Linked DNA regions of Sus scrofa: all the other regions are linked to region 1. The links are chromatin contacts, called in public targeted proximity ligation maps. All regions are on one chromosome and are shown on one strand. The core of a region is the stretch at or near the end of the contact, and the rest is flanking DNA. Distances in the headings are between cores, read along the strand shown. Region 1 has its middle 72 kb from the start of CDC42EP3. Region 2 has its middle 33 kb from the start of RMDN2. Region 3 has its middle 4.9 kb from the start of RMDN2.

Region 1 (3,425 bases), core at 905-3,404:
GATGTTGACTATTTTTTCATATGCCTGTTGGCCATCCATATGTCTTCTTTGGAGAAATGTCTATTTAGGTCTTCTGCCCATTTTTCAATTGAGTTGTTTGGTTTTTTGTTGTCGAGTTGCATGAGTTGTTCATATATTTTGGAGATTAGTTCCTTGTCCGTTGCATTGTTTGCAAAGATTTTCTCCCATTCTGTGGGTTGTCTTTTCGTTTTTAATGTTTTCCTTTGCTGTGCAAAAGCTTTTGAGTTTAATTAGGTCCCACTGGATTATTTGTGTCTTTATTGTCATTATATATTCTAGGAGGTGGAACAAACAAGATGTTGCTGTGATTTATGTTGAAGAGAACACTGCCTATGTTTTCCTCTAGGAGTTTTATATTATCCAGCCTTATATTTAGGTCTTTAATCCATTTTCAGTTTACTTTTGTGCTTTCATTCTTTCACATGTATCTTTCCAGTTTTCCTAGCACCACTGAAGCAACTATTTTTCTTCCATTAGTTGACCATAGGTGCTTCAATTTATTTCTGGGCTTTCCCCCAAAGCAATTTTGAAAGCCATTGCAACCACTGATTTCCACCATGCTGTCAATAAAAATGAAATCAGTAGCAAGCAAAGGACATGACTATATAACTTTATCTTAAAGAGATGAAAATAGCTTATAAGAAATCAAGCAGTGTGTTTAAAATAAATTAAGCAAATTTTGTCTCTCCTTTATTTTCTAGATATCACTTCCCCAGGGAGCTCGGCTTAGAGGAGCAGCAGGAAGCCTAACATATAGAATAGATTCCCTGCAAAGGTTTCCAACCTCCACTAACACCCACTTCCACCATCCCTTCTCTGCTTAAGCTTAGCCATCTTTCTTGCATCAACTGCATCACCTGTTCCTTGGATGCCTGCATGTGCTATAGCCAGAGAGGTTGCCTATGGAGTATCTCTGGAATTTGCATCTGGAAAAGCTGAAACTATGGGAGAGACCTTGTTAATCTGAAGGTAAAATTTCATGTCCCTTTGAGCCTGTGACTTGTCAGCCTCCGATTTATCGCTCATGTGAAGATAATCTTATTATCTAGACCTAGAGACACAAAATATGAGAAGGAGCTGGGAACATGTTGGTCAAAATAAATGAGCAGATTCAACTGAACTTAAGAAGCCTAATTCTGAAAGGCTCCTTGCAAAGCTGCATTTACCTAAGGAGTGGTGTTCAGAAACTACCTTTTGGCTTGTGATTTACTTGCACTCCTGTCCTGCTCCCTCACTGTAATATTCTGGACCACCTGCTCTGTGTAATCAATTTTCATACTTAAACTGTGAAACAAGGAGAGATTAACTCTCTTCCATTCTTAAAACTAACGCTTCACCTTCAAAAAAAAAACAAACTATGCTTTTGAGTCATAAAAAACCAACATTCTCCAGCACTTAAAAGCAGCGCCACCAAAAAAAAAAAAAAAAAAAAAAAAAGGAATGAAAATATCAGTGAATCAATTTCCCTTTCCATACAGATCTGAGAAGTGAGATAGTACTCCTTTCTGCCAAGAGGCTTCTGTCTCTGTCAAGTTGAGTCAGCATGCTGCAGATTGTTAGAGATAGATTTTGGACCACATATCATAGCTGGAAGAAACTGAACTGGGTCAAGCTAACTTTTGCAAGATGTCTTAGAATTTTGGGAGATGAAAGAAAAGTCTTAGCACTGTAACTTAATTTTTTGGTTCCTGTAATTGTCTATAGTGGGCAGGGAAAGTAGGGAGGTGGGGAGACAATAGCAGGGTGCATATATCCAAGACTAGATTCAACTGTCTTTGCCTCTTTTGACCTTTGACACTAATGTGAGTCATGGGTATGGCAGCCATGAGAGGTGCTGCTCAGATCTCCCTTTAAGAGAGATTTTTAAGTGAGAAGTGTATTAAACTGTCTGGCTTCAATTTGCAAAGCTCTGAAATCCATTGTAGCATTCATATCAAGCCCACGGTTTCCAGAGCAGCTCCTAGCCAATGATAAACTGTGGGGTAGGAGGCAGACTAAAGCCAGGCATTCCTACCCAATGGAGGAATTTCTCTAGTGGGATCTGTTACTTTAGGGCTCCCCATAAACTAGCCAAGACTTTCTCAGAGTTGCCCCACAGTCCGAAGCTCTAACCACGCAATTCTTCTTCCTTCCTGCTCTGCCTTCATATGTCACATTTGCATCATGACCTGAGGCCCTCCCCACTGTCTCCTCTTCCCTCCCCTGCCTCTTCCCTCCACCTCCCCCTCAAAAAAGTCATGCATTTCTAATTCTGTCCTAGTGTCTGCTTCCTGGAAGACCTAAATGTAGGCAATGGGAAGGAGCAGAATTTGTTTCTTCTTACTCTAACCTCTCCTCCACATACTGCCTTGTCTTCTAACCAGCCCGCACATTACCCTTTAAGCAGCAGCTGCAGCCTTCAGCAGTGTTTACCCTCCACAGTCATGTGGTCTTTTGTCATTTACTTTCCCAAGGGACATACCAAGCCTTAGCAGACTGGAAACGGCAAAGTATCTTGAATGAATTAAAAGTAAATATGAAAAGCCAAGGAGGTGCTGAGATGTTAGGGCAAGGTCTGTCCTAACTGGAGATTTAAGGGTGAGTGTGTGTGTGTGTGTCTGTGTGTGTGTCTGTGTGTTCATTATCACTAATATGGATGCATTATTTCGCCTTTTCAAGTCCCTTGTTTACCCACCCAAACCACCAGATCATTTGGCAATGCAGAATGGGTTCACTTCTATTTTTTTGTTTGTTTGTTTCCCTCTTTATTTTCATAACTAGTAAAATAGTCAAAGTTGGGGGGGGGGGAAACCAGGAGAAATAAATATGAATGAGTCGAACGTACCACAAAATCTTCAATCCGTGCTTAATCAAGCAATTGCTACAATTTAGAATGATCATTGTTCTATTTTAACGTTTCCAAGTAATCTATCCAACCTCATTTTAATTACTAAAATGAAAAACACCTAGGAAATAAAAAAAAAAGTAAATAGTCAACAGCCAGTTGTGACTGAGTTACCTAAGAGGGGGTCAGGGAAAAGATTAAGTCTCTGAAAATTCCTTCCAACGATGGGGTCCAAAGTTTAGGAAATTAATTTTTAAAAAACATACACACAAATCCTGTTTAGTTGCAGCCACTAAGTCTATGGATTCTGTTCACTTTGGCTTGAAACATAAAAGATGAATTACCCCAGTCAAATCTTATTTGTCTACCCCATAGAGATTTTATTTTTGGGTAGCCAGAAACACTGAATCTGTTTTTTTCTGTCTCTCTGTCTCTGTCTCTCTTCTGCCTCCTTTCCAAAGTCTATAAGGACACACTAAATACAGTAACCCAAGTAATTTGTTGGGTTAATGGTTATACTATCAGAACTAACAAATACTTTAGGATTTCTGATCACCTTTGACCTTACCACTCCCTATTC
Region 2 (3,422 bases), core at 339-2,838, 270 kb before region 1:
GATTCGTTAACCATTGAGCCATGGTGGGAACTCCCTTTTTTTTTTTGACCATGCCCACAGCTTGTGGAAGTTCCAGGGCCAGGAATCAAACCTGCATCACAGTATCCATCCGGAGTGCTATACCGCACCACAAGAGAACGCCTCTCCTTTTTTTTTTTTTTTAAAAAAAAAAGTTTATTGAAATATCTTCTCTCTCTCTCTTTCTCTCTCTCTCTCTCTCTCTATATATATATATATATATATATATATACTTATATATATATACTTATATATATATATATACTCTCTCTCTATATATATATATATATACTTATCAAGAGAAGAAATTCAAATGGCCGAAGGGTGCTTAAGCATTTCTAATCATCAGGGAAATGCAAACAAAACCCACAAAGAGATATTACCCCCCACTTGTCAAGGTGGCTATTATCAAAAAACCCAAAAGATCGCAAGTGTTGGTGAGATTGTAGAGAAAGGGAATCCTGTGACATGTTGGTGGGAATGTGAATTGGTGCAGTCACTATGGAGAACAGCATGGAGTTTCCTCAAAAACTTAAACATAGAGCTAAAATAGAAAAAAAAGATCCTCTGCTCTTTTTTTAAACAAAAGATTCTGATGATTTTTTAAAAACACATTTCTGCTGATGATGGTAAGTGTTGTCCTTTCTGCCTTAGGAACCCTGGATGTCTCACGGCAGTGGCTACTGGTCCCCAAGTTGGTGCCCCAAGGGACGAAACCCTCCACACCAGGAGCTCTAGGCAGCCTCAGGCAGTTTCTCCATTCAGGACAGGAGCAACTGCCCTGTTTCCATGCTCTGCTATTTGATCTGGGCTTTGGGGATCTAAAGCATCATCGTCCTGACATAACTCACTGGCCAGCTTCTAAAAGCACAGGGGGCAGAGTCCCGTCCCCTGCCCCCTCCCTCCTGCTTTTACAGATCCTATCACATTCTCAGGCAGGAATTCCCTCCTGGCCTCCATCAGGGGCACCATCCTATGCCCCCAGGAACATTCCCTTATAGGCCTATGGAATTTGTGATTTTAGTGGCATTTGTGTGGTTTGTTTAATTTCTCCCACTAGACTCTAAGTTTGAGGCAGGGTGAGGTGTCTGTGTGTGTGTGTGAAACACGTCTGTCTTTTTGACCGAGGTGTCTCCATGCACAGCTCAAGTCTAGCACAAAGTAGGTACTCAGCAAAGAGTTGCTGAATAAGTGAAAGAATGACTGGTGTTGGCCTTCCTCCAAAGGTCTGGCAGGCATCTAAGGGTTAACCTACTGCAGCCACTAAGCAGCCAGACTGCCTGCCTTTATGTCACTTCTCAGGCCTTTGAGAGGACAGACCTATGGAGGGGAGAGGAGAGTTTCCAATTGAGCGAGGCTGGGTTTGCAGCCTGCAGCCCCCGTGCGCACCAAGCTCTCCTGCAAACCCAGCCCTGAAGCACGCGTCTGCCTGCTCCTTCCCCCTCTTTCCTTCATTGCTCCCTATGGGCGTGGGGCTGGCACTGAGCTTGATTCTAAGTCAGGCTGTTCTAACAGGAAGCGAATAGTGTTCCTTCAGTGATGGAGGTGTTTCCTTCTTAAGGAAGTTACAATGGGCTCTTTTCACAGAGAAAGGGGCCGGGCCTGTGTGTGGCCACACTGCTGTCTGTCCTGTGCAGAGCAAAGCATGTTCTGGACTCAGGGCTTCCTCTCCTGGAAGAGGTATGGGGCTGAGCCCTGAAACAGGGAGGCCAGGCCCCTCTGAGCCTCGGTCTCTCTGCCTGCTGAATACAAGCATCCTCTGGAAGCCTCCTAGGGTCACTGTGGAATCTTTTTCTTTCCTTGGCTCCCAGGACACAGTAGGCTGGGTTTTCTTCCTATTTTGTAATTCCCTTGCTACATCCTCTTCCTCTTTGTAATCTCTCCATCCTGTCATCCTGAGCTCCCCAGAGCTCCCTCCTGAGGCCCCTCTCCTCCAGCCACACTCACTCCTGAGTGTCATGATGATAAAGTCCCTCTGTGTACTGAGGAATCCCACATGCTTCCAGCTCTGGCTTTGCCCTGGACTCCAGATTCTAATAGCCAACTGCCAACTCTGCATCCCCTCTGGGATGTCAAATAGGTGTTTCATGCTCACTGAGCTAAAGAAGAACTCTTTTTTTTTTTTAAAAAAAAAAGATTACTTCTTTATAAGTGATAGAACATTAATGTAGGCCCAACACTCTATAGCATGTGCAATAGTGGAAAAATAGGGCCTGTCATGTTAAAGGTCACAAAGACTGTAAGAAGTTGGCCATCTTGATGCTATTTTAACAATGAGGGGGAGGTTCTAGCCACCTAAATAGAATGGGGGAGGTGTAGAAAAAAGGAGGATGAAAATGATTATTTTCAAATGGTATGACTGTCTACACCACAAACCAAAGAGAATCTGTGGAAAAGAAAATAACATAAAAGAGGTTTCAGAAAATACTCAGAAAATAAATATACATGTATTACTACCTTGTTTGAGCAGTAACAAATTCCAAATATAATAAAAAGGTCCTATATCCAGTAGAAATTTTTTAAATACATAGCACAGAACCAGCTTCTCAAAAAAGTCTAACATGTTAAAAATTAAAGATAAACTATCTTTAAAAGCAAATGGAAAATTAGGAAGACTTTGCAAGTATACAATAAATTTTCATATCTCTAATATATAAATAGTTCCTACAAATAAATAAGGAAAAGGTGGATTTCCAATTAAAAATTGACCAAGAGCAAATAATTCACAAAAGAAAAAATAGTCTATGAGTTTGTTAAATGTTTGGCATTGTTAACAATCAAGGAAGTACAAATTAAAATGATGAAATTTATGGCTAGTCAGGTTGTAAGCTTCTTCTAAAATAGTGGATTCTGGGCAGCTGAAAAGAATGAGAAATGTCCACTGCACTAGTTGGCTTCTATTATATGTGTATTTGTCTATTGCTTATCTCCTCCACTAGAAAAGCATCATGAAGTCAGGGACTTTGTCTTTTCTCCCTATATCCCCAGGGTCCAGAACAGTGACTACATGGAGGTGTCCCCTAACCCCATAACTATGTGTTCAATGAATATCAGCTACTGTATTGAAAATGTTGGCAACTGTAAAGATTAAATAAGCTAGCTGGTGTTATCATTCTTCCTCTTGATGGTTGATGCTCCTAGCCCTCTTCCTGTTGCCCTTCTCCTCCAGCTTCTAGAGCTAAAGCATGCTAGTCTAGCCTGATGTGGCTGGAAAACAGGCAGGTGGAGCAGGGCCAGGTGCTCTGTCCCAGAGACTGAAGTCAGAAACAACAAAAGAGAATCCTAGGCAATTTCAAGGAGGGAGGACGGGGTGAATCGGAGCAAAAGTGAGATTTCTAGGACAATGCTAAAGCTCTATCCTGTTAGCACCTTCCTTAAAGGGGACAGAATCCCAAGAATTAGGG
Region 3 (3,018 bases), core at 282-2,781, 300 kb before region 1:
ATACTAACCTTGGTCAATGATTATCAGCAGTTTTTTGGTGACTCGTCAAGACAGGAATGAAGATTCTTCTGAAACTGCAGGAGATTTTGTAAGTCACGTTCTTACACTGAGTTTCTATAGTTAACTTGTTCAAAGAACAGTTTTGGATACACTCTAAAATGGAACTCAACAAATTCAAAGCAAAAATCACTTTGCCGCTCCCTTCTGCACTCTTCATTTATCTTGCGAGAAAACCTTCAGAGACATCCTTGACAGTATATATGTTAATTTCATAAGCCAAGGTCAGTTTCATTGTTTGTGGTAGATTGAAAAAAATGGCAAATGTTTGTCAGTTAGACAAAATATTGTTACCGCATATGTATATACAACTGAGTTAAAATAACTGAATAGTTTGTTTTTTTTTGTTTTTTTGTTTTTTTTTTTTTGTCTTTTTGTCATTTTAGGTCTGCATCCACAGCATATGGAGGTTCTCAAGCTAGGGGTCCAATCAGAGTTACAGCTGCCGGCCTATGCCAGAGCCACAGCAACGCCAGATCTGAGCTGCATCTGTGACCTACACCACAGCTCACGGCAATGCCGGATCCTTAACCCACTGAGTGAGGCCAGGGATTGAACCCGCAACCTCATGGTTCCTAGTCAGATTCATTTCCACTGCGCCAAGACGGGAACTCTGAATAGTTTTAATTACAAGCAAAAAAATTAGAACAGAAGATTGCATTTAGGACTTGGGTAGTAAGTCAATCTTGTGAAGTTTCTCCAAGGAAAAATTGGGGTTGGCCATTTCCCAGACCCAGTATCCTCAGACTATCCAATGAAAAAAATTTTTTCCCTTTAGGATCAATATCTCTTTCAGGAGATTCAATAGTATGCAAATCAATATAGAGACAATCACTGTCCTGATGCAATAAAGACACATTAATTAATGTGCCACTGTTAAAACTTTTTCCAGTTTATTAAAGTTGTAGTCTTATCTTAAAATTAAGACATATATTTAGACCCTCATTCAGAGAAGTGAATCTAGAAAAAGATTAAATTTGCCACTGTAATAATTTTAGAAGAAAGCTCATAAAGCAAGTGACTAAACCATTTGTATTGTTACCAAAAATAATTGTTGGAGTTTCCTGACAGCTCAGTGAGTTAAGGATCTGGCACTGCCACGGCTATGGCTTGGGTTGGATTCCTGGCCAGGGAACTTTCACATGCTGCAGAAACAACAACAACAACAAAATTGTAGTTTAATTTTTTTTAGAACTAGGAATATATCTTACTATGAAATTAATCATATATAAAGTGTGGTTTGTTTCCTAAATAACTCCATAAAATCCTTCATAAGCCATATGATAATATGCTCTATGGTTTTCAGATGAATTCTAACTCAGAACTGCTGATGTCAGTAAATCTCTATCCATTGCTATGGCCTTGGCTGCTTCCACTTAAAAAAAAAAAAAAGTAACCTTGACCTCACCAGCTGCTGCAGCTAATAACTAACTGTCCAATGGAAAGAGAGACCCATGCTCTAGCAATGACGTCTACTTACCAGCCTCTGCCAGGTTTCTAGCAATAAGTGAACTACCCATTCAGCCATAGGGCTCTTTGACTTCCCCACATGAAACAAAATAACCCTTTCACTGCTCCTTAAAACAAACAAACAAAAAGGCAATTCTGACAGTAATGTTCCTTCTCTTAGTAATAGAAACCTCCTATTTCTCAAACAGAAGGGTCCTGGGAGGAACTTTTCTTCTGGACATAATTACTGGCTAGGCACTCGTGGTACAGGAAACACAAATCAGGAAGTGTTTGTATTTCATAAATGAAAAAAATGTCAACAAACTAAATTTGAATAATTTCATTATTTACATACAGAAATTTTACAGAGTGATAATAGCTTCAAAATTTTTTCATAAAGCATTTAATTTTGAAAATCCAACTTTAGACACAAAGGCACTTTCCATTATTTTCTTCTGCTAAATGTTTGCAACTATGGAGACCATAATTAGGTATCATTATTTCTCCTTTTTTTAAGAAGTAGAACCTGTAAAGATCTTTCATCAAAATAATATATTGCTACTGTGGCTTAGGTTATGGCTTCAAAAAGTGAAATTTTCAGTTGATCCAAACACTTTAAAATATTTTGGTACCACCTGTTATCCTTCTAAAAACACTGTCTGCCACCTCTCGTGGTACTACCATATCTCACATCCATCACTATCAAAAAATTTAAGAGAAAAATTTCCACTCACAAGCTTTGCTTCCTGGCTCCTTACCCACTTATCAGCTCACTGCAGAAACCACTAAAATTGCACTGAAACTGCTCTCCCTGAGGACAAGGTCTCCTGATTTCCCCAGATAGTGGCTTTTCATCTCTTTAGAGAGTTTCTCAACTACGGTACTATTGATTTTTTTGAACTGGAGAATTATTTGTTGCAGAGAGAATTCTCTGTTGTGAGGTATTTAGCAGCATCCCAAGCCTGGACCCACGAGTAAATTAATATGTAAGGACATTTTCCTAGAGAATTAAACAATGCCTGGGTAGGCTTGATAGGTAAAGTCCTAGCATTGAAAGATAATGATATAAATTTATAATTTCTAAGTTTTGGGCAACACATCTTAAAAGCAGGGGCCATGTTTTATTCATTTTTCTACCGTCAGTACTTGGTGTTCAGTAATATAATACTTGAATGAATAAATAGATTGATGGATAAATTAAAATACCTAGGTATCTGAATTTTTCCATTTTTCAACCAGAAGCTTTGGCAACTTTGCACATATGTGACCAGTCTATGTGAATGCTTTAAAAAAATCGTTTTAATTGGCTCACTCCAAGTAAGGTAGCTTAAAGGGACAAAGTCCCATTGGTCATGGAACATGGAATTATAGGGAAGCTGAAAAGGGAGAAATGAAATTTCTGCAATTAGATAGAAATGTTGACATCAACTCATATACGTAAATATTGCCTAAAGCCAGCTCTGTTTATCAAAGTACTTTTCTTGTCAGAATTATACTATCCAGGGTTTGGAA

What was found.
Region 2: a contact with region 1 is called in a targeted proximity ligation map of alveolar macrophages. A contact is called at or near these places in 2 of 47 Hi-C or Micro-C datasets (embryonic fibroblasts and fibroblasts) and 1 of 2 datasets of targeted methods (alveolar macrophages).
Region 3: a targeted proximity ligation map of alveolar macrophages shows a contact between it and region 1. A contact is called at or near these places in 2 of 47 Hi-C or Micro-C datasets (embryonic fibroblasts and liver) and 1 of 2 datasets of targeted methods (alveolar macrophages).

What each region holds. Positions count from the first base shown.
Region 1 is chr3:102,609,652-102,613,076 of Sscrofa11.1, forward strand. No RefSeq gene overlaps it. Among named protein-coding and RNA genes, the nearest start is that of CDC42EP3, 72 kb to the left of the region's middle.
Region 2 is chr3:102,338,538-102,341,959 of Sscrofa11.1, forward strand. No RefSeq gene overlaps it. Among named protein-coding and RNA genes, the nearest start is that of RMDN2, 33 kb to the left of the region's middle.
Region 3 is chr3:102,310,775-102,313,792 of Sscrofa11.1, forward strand. No RefSeq gene overlaps it. Among named protein-coding and RNA genes, the nearest start is that of RMDN2, 4.9 kb to the left of the region's middle.